2 separate regions of the Rattus norvegicus genome follow, and region 1 is linked to region 2. Evidence: chromatin contacts called from public Hi-C data. All regions are on one chromosome and are shown on one strand. The core of a region is the stretch at or near the end of the contact, and the rest is flanking DNA. Distances in the headings are between cores, read along the strand shown. Region 1 has its middle 48 kb from the start of Fli1. Region 2 has its middle 15 kb from the start of Kcnj1.

The links. Hi-C and Micro-C count contacts between places; a contact is called where the count stands out from the background.
Region 1: a contact with region 2 is called in a Hi-C map of the Rat2 cell line, with 8 times the contacts expected there. The contact joins two enhancer-like sites. A contact is called at or near these places in 6 of 12 Hi-C or Micro-C datasets (the A7r5 cell line, the Rat2 cell line, Schwann cells and 3 more).

What each region holds. Positions count from the first base shown.
Region 1 is chr8:39,254,543-39,259,398 of GRCr8, reverse strand. No RefSeq gene overlaps it. Among named protein-coding and RNA genes, the nearest start is that of Fli1, 48 kb to the right of the region's middle. Within about 2 kb of position 2,223, at least 1 of the 93 cell types and tissues checked has an H3K27ac peak or open chromatin away from gene starts, as enhancers often do.
Region 2 is chr8:39,073,941-39,078,775 of GRCr8, reverse strand. No RefSeq gene overlaps it. Among named protein-coding and RNA genes, the nearest start is that of Kcnj1, 15 kb to the right of the region's middle. Within about 2 kb of position 2,280, at least 4 of the 93 cell types and tissues checked have an H3K27ac peak or open chromatin away from gene starts, as enhancers often do.

The DNA of each region.
Region 1 (4,856 bases), core at 974-3,473, 180 kb before region 2:
CATTCCTCTTAGCATTAAGCAGAGTTAAACATTTGTTTTATCCTGTCATGGAGAGACAAGCTCTAAGACACCTTCCCAGACAAGGTTAAGGCTGCAGCCTGCACTTGACTCTGTCTTCAAAGTTGCTGTGTTTCTCTTTGCTCTGTGTGTGTGTGTGTGTGTGTGTGTGTGTGTGTGTGTGTGTGTGTGTGTGTTGTTTTGTTTTAAGACAGTTTTGTATCTTTCTCTATAAAGTAGATTGAGCAAAACAAAGGGAAAACCACAGGTTGCAGTAACCTTGACTTCTGACAAAGTCCTCTGGTTCCTGCAGTAGAGGGAGTTTGTTTTTAAGATCTGCTTTTTCATAAAGATAAAAGTCTCAGCAGTTAGGGGTTCAGCCCTTTGAGTTTGTCTTTTTTCATGCTGTGAAATTTCATATTGGACTGTGGAGTTCGTGAGCCTGGAACTTGAAGAACATGGCTCAATGGCGCCCTCTTAAGGCCAACAAGGAGAGGTACAGGACAAAAGGATATGGTGCCCGCAGCCCCCCATGCCTGGCCGACGAGGACAAGTTTCCATCTAGGCAGGATCCACTCCCTGTGTAACAAAACCAAATGGTTGTATTGTTAATCCAGTCCAGCCACACCACGCTGATGTGGGTGTGCCCGCCACACAGTTGAATAGGGGTTGGGCTTATGCATAAAACAGGCCTTGGAATCAAGTCCCACACGGGGTTGTCACTTAGCCTCTGACTCAATTTCTCTCTTTACATAATATAAAATTTAAGATATGGCCATCTTTTGCTCTCTCTAGGAAATTGGTTCCAGGACCCCCTCTCAAAGAGTAGAGTCCATACAGGCTCCAAATGCTTTAAACAACATAACTATTGTGTAGGTAACTGTTACACAGTTGTGTTTAGAGAACTATAACGACACACCCAGTTACTACAGATAAAGTATCCAAGACCAGACTAGAGTGTATGGAGCCATGTCTTGGGGGAAAGGGTTGTCTTTTTTTTTTCTTTACTGCCTTGCCATTTATTTGCTCTCGCCATGCACCATAGTATTTAATCCTTACAGACCCTGTGATTTGTGGTGTGTTATTATCAGCTTTGTAACAACAAGAAAACGGGCCTAGGGTGAGTTAATAATTACCCCGTCTCATAGCTGACAAGGCTGGAGACCAGGTGGTATGGCCTGGAGACCCAATAACCCTGCGCACTGGGACTCCTGCTCACTGACAGACTGTACTTGTGCTGGGAGAGCAAAGAAGATACAGTGTGGCTGGCCCTACAATTAATAGGGACTTGAGTTAGACTCTCGTTCTCGGTATATCCAGAAGAGGCAGGTCCCTGGTTTTATCTGTGCTGTCTCATGTGATAGGAATTCCTCCGTCGATCAAGGTAGTCAATGTTTCATGGTAAGTATCTGCTGTGTTCGATTGCTCTATTTAGTTGTCAAAAATAGTTAGGATATTTTTCCACACCTTAGCCACTATCAATAATGTCGCAGGAGACAGGAGAATGCAGTCCAGGATGCTGATGTCAGCTCATCTAAGAAAAGACTCTGAAGCAGATCCCTGGGTCACCAGTGGTTTTAGGTTGCCATGGTAGCTGTATCTTTCTGCATCCCCATCCACAGTGCGAAGGTTCCATTTCCCCAAACCCTCTCCAATGTTTATTCTTGTTTTGATAATGCCGTCTGACAGATGCATGGTATTTTCTCACCGTGGGGGAAGAATACAGGAATGAAATGTCATATTGACAGTGAAAAAAGCCAGTAAATGATATTTGGACAGTCTGCATGTTGTCCAAATCTGACTTTTATATATAGATATATAGATATGGATACTGCAAATCCTAATCCTTAGTATTCTTTTTTTATTCAAAATTCTTTATTGTTGATATTTACCTTCAAAGTTGGAGGGGGAAATGAGTTCAGAAAGCACTTCCCAACTACATGTGCTATATGCATGTTACTTAAAAATAAGTCCCTCTAGGCACGGTGCGTTTTTAAGAAAAGGCCAAGTAAGTTTGGGATAAGAGGACAGAGCTGAAAACCTGTCTTCTTTGGGAGAGGGGAAGCTACATTCAAAGGGCATTTTTTTTTCTTCAAAAAGAGACCTCGCAGAACAGAAAAGTTCACGAGCAAGGACCTCCCTTCAGCCAAAGGCCTCTCCTCCTGCAGGCTCCATCACTTGACAGCAGAGACACGAACTCTGCTTTGTAGCGACCCCTGCTGGCCGGATGCAGGTGGTACAAGGTGGCTAACTACGCGTTTGTCCTGAGGTACTGCTATTTAAGACAGGCTAGCGGATAGGCAGCCCCTCCTAGTCTCTTCTGCCTTGAGTTCTGGACTATCGTGAGTTAAGAGACATCTTCCTGGTCGCCCAGCCTTTTGCCTAGAAGCTGCTGAGGACCGAGATGGGCAGACACGAACCGCATCCCCTAGACACTCAGAGATGACTGCAGAAGAGAAGCTGGCACAAGGGTGCAGGTTAGAGAGTGACGTCACGGCAGAGAAAGGCCCTGTGTAGAAGTACTAGAAGGTTGGCAGAAGAGGCGCTGTATGAGCTTCTCTGAGCACTGGAGCAGAGGTCTAGGGAGGACGCGTGTACTACGGGCACAGGGTTCAGTCCGAGGTGGGAGCAGTGGGGTGGGAAGGGTTTGTCTGCGCTGCTAAGGCTCCTCCTCCTGGTAACACGCAAAGCAGAGCTCTCTTTTTCCATAAGGAACACTAGTGAAGTGGGCTTCCAGAACTCTCACCAAGGAAGAGGCTGGGCACGCCCCTCCTCTTTGCCGAAGACTGTTGGGTGTAAAGATGATTACAAAGGCTGCCTAGGGAAGCCTGTAAGGACTTTTCGTCTAAAGTCCATGGAGTATCTCTGTCCCCACCCCATGGGATTTTGAGTCTCACTAGACTCCAATTCAGAGGTGACTTAACAACCAAGCAAAGACCAAGCAAACGAAAACTAGAATGTTACAAGTGGTGTTCCTCAGTTCTTCTTCGAAGCATGTAAAGTGTTTGAGGGTAGCTAATGTTCATCAGCCATATTGGATGACCCTTGTGGTTGACAGTTGAGGCAGAGGAGAAGTGACAAGTGTCAGAGGAGAGTCTTGGACCTCTTTCCAGCATCTCTGTTACTTTCAAATGTCCATAACAATGTGCCCAGATGGAAACACCAAGCTGTGCCTCAGCTCAAATAAGATCTGACCATAGGAGCCTGGCAAATCCTTAACTGTGTTAAGGAGCCAGGGCACTGCTCTTGACTACGGTGGAGCTGGGCTCAGCCTCTTGTCACCTGGATAGACAGTGTGAACACAGAGGAAAGTAAACGGCCCCTTCCACATCAAGGACCAATACAGAAGTACTAGTGTTTTCCTCCAAACCTCTGCAGCTGGGAAATTAGACAAAGTCTAGAACTCCCCAAGCTAACCATTTGCCCTCTAAACACTACCTGACTTTCACAAGCCCAGGGGGAAGTCAAGCAGCCTCCTGGCCTCAAAATCCCAGTATGTTCAAGGACTCCAAGCAAGGAAACATGATCTTCTCTGGACCCCCTTTCCCCAGATCTCTCGAATGCTGACCTGGTAGCCCAGGGGTAGACCAAAGCCAAAGCTTTTGATAGTCTTCTCTCTTGGAAGACAGGAGAAATGGGTTTCCCTGTGATCCTGGGGGTCCAGCCTCAAAGACATTTGTTAGAAAGACGTGGGGCCCTCTTGTCAGAAGCTGAATGGGAAGGAAGCAAGAAAAGATGTAGACATTCAAAGACAATCCCGAGAGTGCCAGTCTTCTGGTTAAATGGGAATGAGGAACTCTGGAGGTCCTTGGACTGGAAGGGCAGACGGGAGCTGGAAGCAAGTGGGGGGAGTTTAATCAAGACAGTAAGGGGCATGGAAGAAAGATCCAACTGAAAAGAAGCTGGGGAGGGAGCGGATGAGAAGACACGGGTGCCAGCTGAGTTAGGAAACCAGGCATTTCGGGAATAAAACTGTAGTTTTGGAAAAAGTCAGTGTAGTTCAAAGCTCCATTTATCGTGACTCTGCATCCTAAAGTGTGGGACCAAAGGCAGCAATGAGCAGTGGACAGCTGGGCTTCGGGGTTCGATTCGCTGGTCATGTGAAAAGTCCATTACACACACACACACACACACACACACACACACACAAGTTGGGTGGGGAGTGTAGAACAGTGTACTGCTCAATTGAGAAAGGTGAACACAGACACTCAAGGGTTGGCAATGCCGTTCAGACCACTGCCAGTTGAACGAAGCACAGAGGGTGGGGCTAGGAACAGACTGGCAGCCAAAGCAGAGCAGAGAAGCCAGAGACTCAGAACCATCTGTGAGATGAACTGAACTACTCAGCCGGGAGAACACAAGAGGCCACTGGGATGTGGGGCACTGGCTACTGAGAGCGAGTTCTCAGTGAGTGTCCAGGTTGTTTGTGTGGTGCTGGAGCGGGGGCGGGGCGTGCATTACAGCAGGAGGCCAAGCCTGGGTGAAGGGCTCATAGGATAGGGCAAGCATTACAGATCGAGCTCGGCCAGGCTCACACAACCAAGTAGTAAAGGAACATTCAATAGAAGCCCAGGTTACCTCAGCTGATGAGCAAATGCAGCTTGTGGTAGAGGAGGGGTGGGAGCTCATCATCTCAAGTGTGGAGGCAGAATTCTTTGATCTCAGGGGGATGAATATCAGTATTTTCTCCTGAGACAGGGCCTCCCTCAGATTAGATGATTCCTCCCATCAGCCTGTCAAGAGAGAGCTACGGACTGACCAGTTCATCCCGTCTAAAAACTATTTGCACTACACCATCCAGATTGGAGACTGACCAGACAACTTCATAACACCTTACAGCCCAGCTGACCTGATAGAGA
Region 2 (4,835 bases), core at 1,031-3,530:
ATCCCAAGGGCACCTCACCGGAGGGAGAGCACCACAGTCTTGATGAAGCCCAGTGACATAGATTCAGCCCCAGCCTGGCCTAACCCACACATACAGCAAGTAAATCAGCCCGTCCCCTTTCCAGCCATCTTTGAGGATTAAGAACAGAGCATTAGGACAAGAGGAATGTTTTAGAGCAGCTCGGAGGCGTGGGTTAAGGGTTAAGGCAGGGAGAGTCTAGAATTAGTTTTTTTTCTGCTCATTGTTAGGCTCCACTGTGCAAACTCTGTCTCTCTTTGACAACCCAGCCAACCTGGCCACACAGAAACAAAGAACATCTTTACGCTGTTACAAGATGTCATGGGAGGTGGGTTCTTTGAGTTTTGAGGGACAGGCACTTGCTCAAGCTTTGTGGAGAATGTAGAACATATTATAAACCTTCCTTGGTATGGGCTGGGGAGGGAGCTCAGTGGTAAGATGCTTGCCCTACAAGCACAGGGAGCTGACTTTGATCCCCAGCACACACACACACACACACACACACACACACACACACACACACACCACATGAATGCACACACACACTATCCTTGCTAGACAGGAACCTTGAAATAATACCTATGGTTCCTCACCCAAATGGGGCTGTGGACTGGGCACCCTGACAAAGCCAAGACAGCCTCAACTGTGGCACCTCACAAGCTTTCTGGCCTCTGAGAGGTATTTGGTCTCTGCTCCTTCTTAAAATAGAGAATTGAGTTTTTTGAAAGTCTACCAATACTTTATTTTACAAAACAACTCCGTATCACCACCAGGTCTAGAGTACGATGTTGGAGGCTGGGGGAGAGTAGCTGGTTGCTGATTTTCATCTAATCCTTTAAAGACCCGTAAGGCAGTGTTTTCCATAGCGGAAGGCTCCAAAGCTCTGAGAGGACACGAGTAAGGGGACTTGGCTCCTGGCCTGCGCCTGTGCCCTCTGGGATATTTGAACGAGCAGCCCTTTCTGACCTTCTCTACCTGTGGACACCTGCACTGACATCTGCTCTCCAGAAACCGAGTACCCGGAAGGGGAGCTGTTCTCACCCAAAGCACTTCACGGTTTTCAAAGGGGGTCGCACACTAATATTTTACCCAGCAAGTCCTTTATTGTCCGTCACTCCCCAAGCTCCACAGAGCCTGGGTGTTGCCTGTTCTCTTCCCTGCTGAACCCCCCAGATGTGACCCAACGTAATTGTGAACATGCATTCCTTGTTAATATTATTCTTGTTTGAGACAGGCCCTGCTAGTCTTGAGCTCTAGCTTGCCTCATTCTCAAACCTTCAAACTAATAGTTCTCTAATGAGCGAAGCCCTTTAGCTGCTTAGAAGGCACTTCTGGGTAGCTCAGTTCTTTCCTAGGGGCCTGCATAGATGCGGGTTTGGAGAACAGAGGCAGAGGTGGCTGTTTCAGAGTTTCTAGAAGCTACCTTTGTAGTAACATTTAGCCTGCCAAAATAAAGGCTTCCAGTTGGTTTTATTTTAAAAGGTTCCTGGAAGGCCCCAGCGCCTCATCAAGCAGCACCCCCTTGAGGTCAGAGCTGCCCCACCTGGCAGACCAGACCTCAGCTCCCTCCTGACCACCCAGGCCCAGTCTCCCTGCCCCTCCCGCGGCCCCTACCCATGTCCCTGCTCCAGCCCTCCGTGAATCCAGCCTATTTAAAATGCCCTTTGAAAAGGGCTCTGTTTGGGTGAGTTCTTGGGCTCTCCTAGAGAGCAGCAGATTATCTGAAAATAGGTGTTATTGATTACAACCAGGTGGTCTTTGTGGAAAGGGGGCCACTCGAACCAAAATAAATATTTGCCAGCACAAAGAACAAGCTGGCCCCTGTTGCGGGCGGGGGGCGGGGCTGTGGCCGTCGGCAGTGCCCTGTCGGCCTGTGGGTCGGCGGCCGGGATTGTGTTTCTTCAATTAGGAGCGAGGCACGGGGGCGGGGGCACAAAGGCCCCCCAGCCTCCCACGCCCGGCCTCGAAGCCTGCGCCATTGTATTTGTTTTGGCTTTCTGGCGCACTCCTTAGTATTTATTTCCCTCTGTTTTATTTTTATTTTCAAATTGCCGGCCAGGCTGGATGCCGTCCATTCACCCCGCTGCCTTGGACCGCCGGGCGCAGACTGCCGGAGCCTGCTCGCTGGATCCCTCCGCTCGCTCGCCTCCTGCACCCGGGGTCCAGGCGCTATCCGTGGAGCGGGATCTGGCTGGGCGACCGCGCAGGGGCAGCTGGGGGCACAGCCCCAGGCTAGGGAGGGTGTGGGGCAAGGCTGAAGGACAGTGAGTGGGAGGAGGTCTGGGTGTGGGCTGGGGCGGCTGGGGCTATAGGGGTCCCACGCCAACTGGCAGTGATGATAGAGTTTTCTCGAAAGGATGCTAATTCAGTGTGAGATCTGGAGGTCAGTTCAGGAGATGGCTGAAACCTCCCTGAGGTCCTATTTGCATTTCGCCTGACTTCCGCCTAGGGTAGAGCAGACGTCTCTGTCCAGGGGAGCTCCTGGGTTTACTGTGTAAGGGGTCATCATTAAACTAGGAAAGGAAAGGTTTGGGGAACCCTTATCTGGCAGCCAGAAGGAGTTGTCTGGTGCCAAGGGTGGAAGGGTGAAGCCTAGGAAGGATGTGTGACAAAGGGAGCCAGAGAGGAGAGAGGCAAGGCAACCCCCCAAAAAGAGATGGTGTGAACCACACGTGTCAAGGTCAGGAGTAAGAGCAGAGGTGTTAGAGTTAGGAGAGAGGGGGCAGGAGAGGGAGGGGAGGGAGGGAGAGAGAGAAAGAGGGATAGTGGGAGGGAGGGAGGGAGGGAGGGAGGGAGGGAGGGAGGGAGGGAGGGAACTAGCGCATGCGCGCTCCAGAGCTTCTGTGGCTTTGTGTTAGAGATTTGGTGCCTCCTCCCTCATCTACAAGTTACAAACCCCTTCTCCCCACCCCAGCCATTGCTTGGCCGAAGAACACATTCCTAGCCTTGGCATCTGCCCTTGAGCCAGTGGCCTTTTTGTTAGTGGGATCAGAAAAGTGTTGTGAAGGAGCAATCCATAATTTACTTAAAGCCCTCTGTGCTTCTGTATTTCCCTGTCAGCTCTTCCCTCTCCTTCCCAAATCGTACCATTACGTCTAACATAGCTCTTCAAGCAACGCACTCCCTGCCAGCCTTGTAGAGACAGCATGGTTTTCCAACGACTAGAAAGAAACCCAGGATATGGCAGGACATGTGCAGTTGCAGTTTCACCATCATGCTGTATACACAGCATCTTGAGGAGGAACAGCTGGTCACGGGTGGGGGTGGGGGTGGGGTGAGGGTAGGGATGAGGATGGGGGAGGGGGCTAGCATCTCAGGGTGAGGATGCTTCAGGACTCAGGAGCAGAAAGTGTGCAGCCAAAGTGGAGAGATTAGCAGATGTAGCCTTGAGCAGAGCAAACCCAGGTTAATAGGGATGGGATGACTCAGTGGATCTTTGTAACCTCGCTTCTTCCATCAACCTTCAAGGACCCTGGATAACAACCACGTGTAGACACTTTCAAACTGGACACGAATGTAAGGACATTCGGTCCATTGGTTCCATCAGGCAGTAAACTTTTAGCTGATACCTTTGTCTTTAGAACCTTCTAGGACTTCTGAAGACCCTAGTCCCAGAAGTCTACAGAGGGGCCCAAGCATAGTGTATTCACGACAAGCTCTTGGGGTGGTCATGGGCTTGGCAAGGCCCGACACAGAAACTAACACCCCAGTAGTGTCCTGCTAAAGTTTAACAGCAGGGCCTTGAAGAGAGCAAGGGTGGAGGGATGTGAATGTTGTAATTTCCAGGGCGTGTTTCACCACTGTGGACATCTGGGTACAGATGTGACACCTCTGAATGCAGATCTGTGGAGAGATACCCCCATTCAGCTCTCGTACTCCCAAAACTCTTCTCAGAGACGCACGGAGAGGAAGTGGCACAGCCCCATGGGAATAGAACCAGGACAGGAGCCATACCCCGGGCTCTGATGCTGCACGGAACTGCTTCCCCTTCCTAGCATTAGGTTCTTGGAGGCAGCTTTCCTGAACTGGGTCCTTCTCTATCCAATTGCCCCTTCTAGCTTTTCCTGATGTCTGTACCGCCACTGGAATTCCTACTAATAATAAAGACAAAGGAGAAGTGTGTGGGTCATAGTCTTCTATGTTCATTCTCCGTGAAGTGAGTTCCGGAAGGTGGGGCTCACGATGATTGCCTTCTTCATAGCCGTTTCTCTCTAGTCTCAGAACCACCGCCTTCCAAAGCATACTGCATGAATGACTAGATGAATGAATGAATGAATGAATGAATGAGTGATTGAACAAATGAGTGAGTTTGTGGCTACTTTGGAGTCTTTGTATAAATACACATATGAATATATATAGAGACAGATAAAGATATGACATTTATAATCCCAAAATATAAAATGTAAGTGAAAATGTTTATATTTTTCCAATTTGTATTTCTTTCACTTGACATTTCGAAGATATAAAAAGCATTCCTTTTTATATTTATTTGTGTTCTTGATGAAGGTCTTACTTCTTAATGTCCAGGTTGATCTTGAACTCCTGGGCTCAAGGGATGCTCCTTTCTCAGCCTTCCGCGTTACTGGGACCACAGTTTCGAGTTCTCCGTGTGTTAAACATAGCTACGCTATGCTATCCTCTCATATCCTGGACTTTGCACACATCTCCCTTTCTGGAACACAGAGTTCTCTTGATCCTTGCCTCTGTTTCCCCAGTTTGTCCACTACTTACTGCCCTCCTGCCCATGTCCCAGGCTTCCTCTTTCTCCCTGGGGCGACGGCCCTTGAGCTGATTCCACCTCTGAGCTGAGAAGCTTT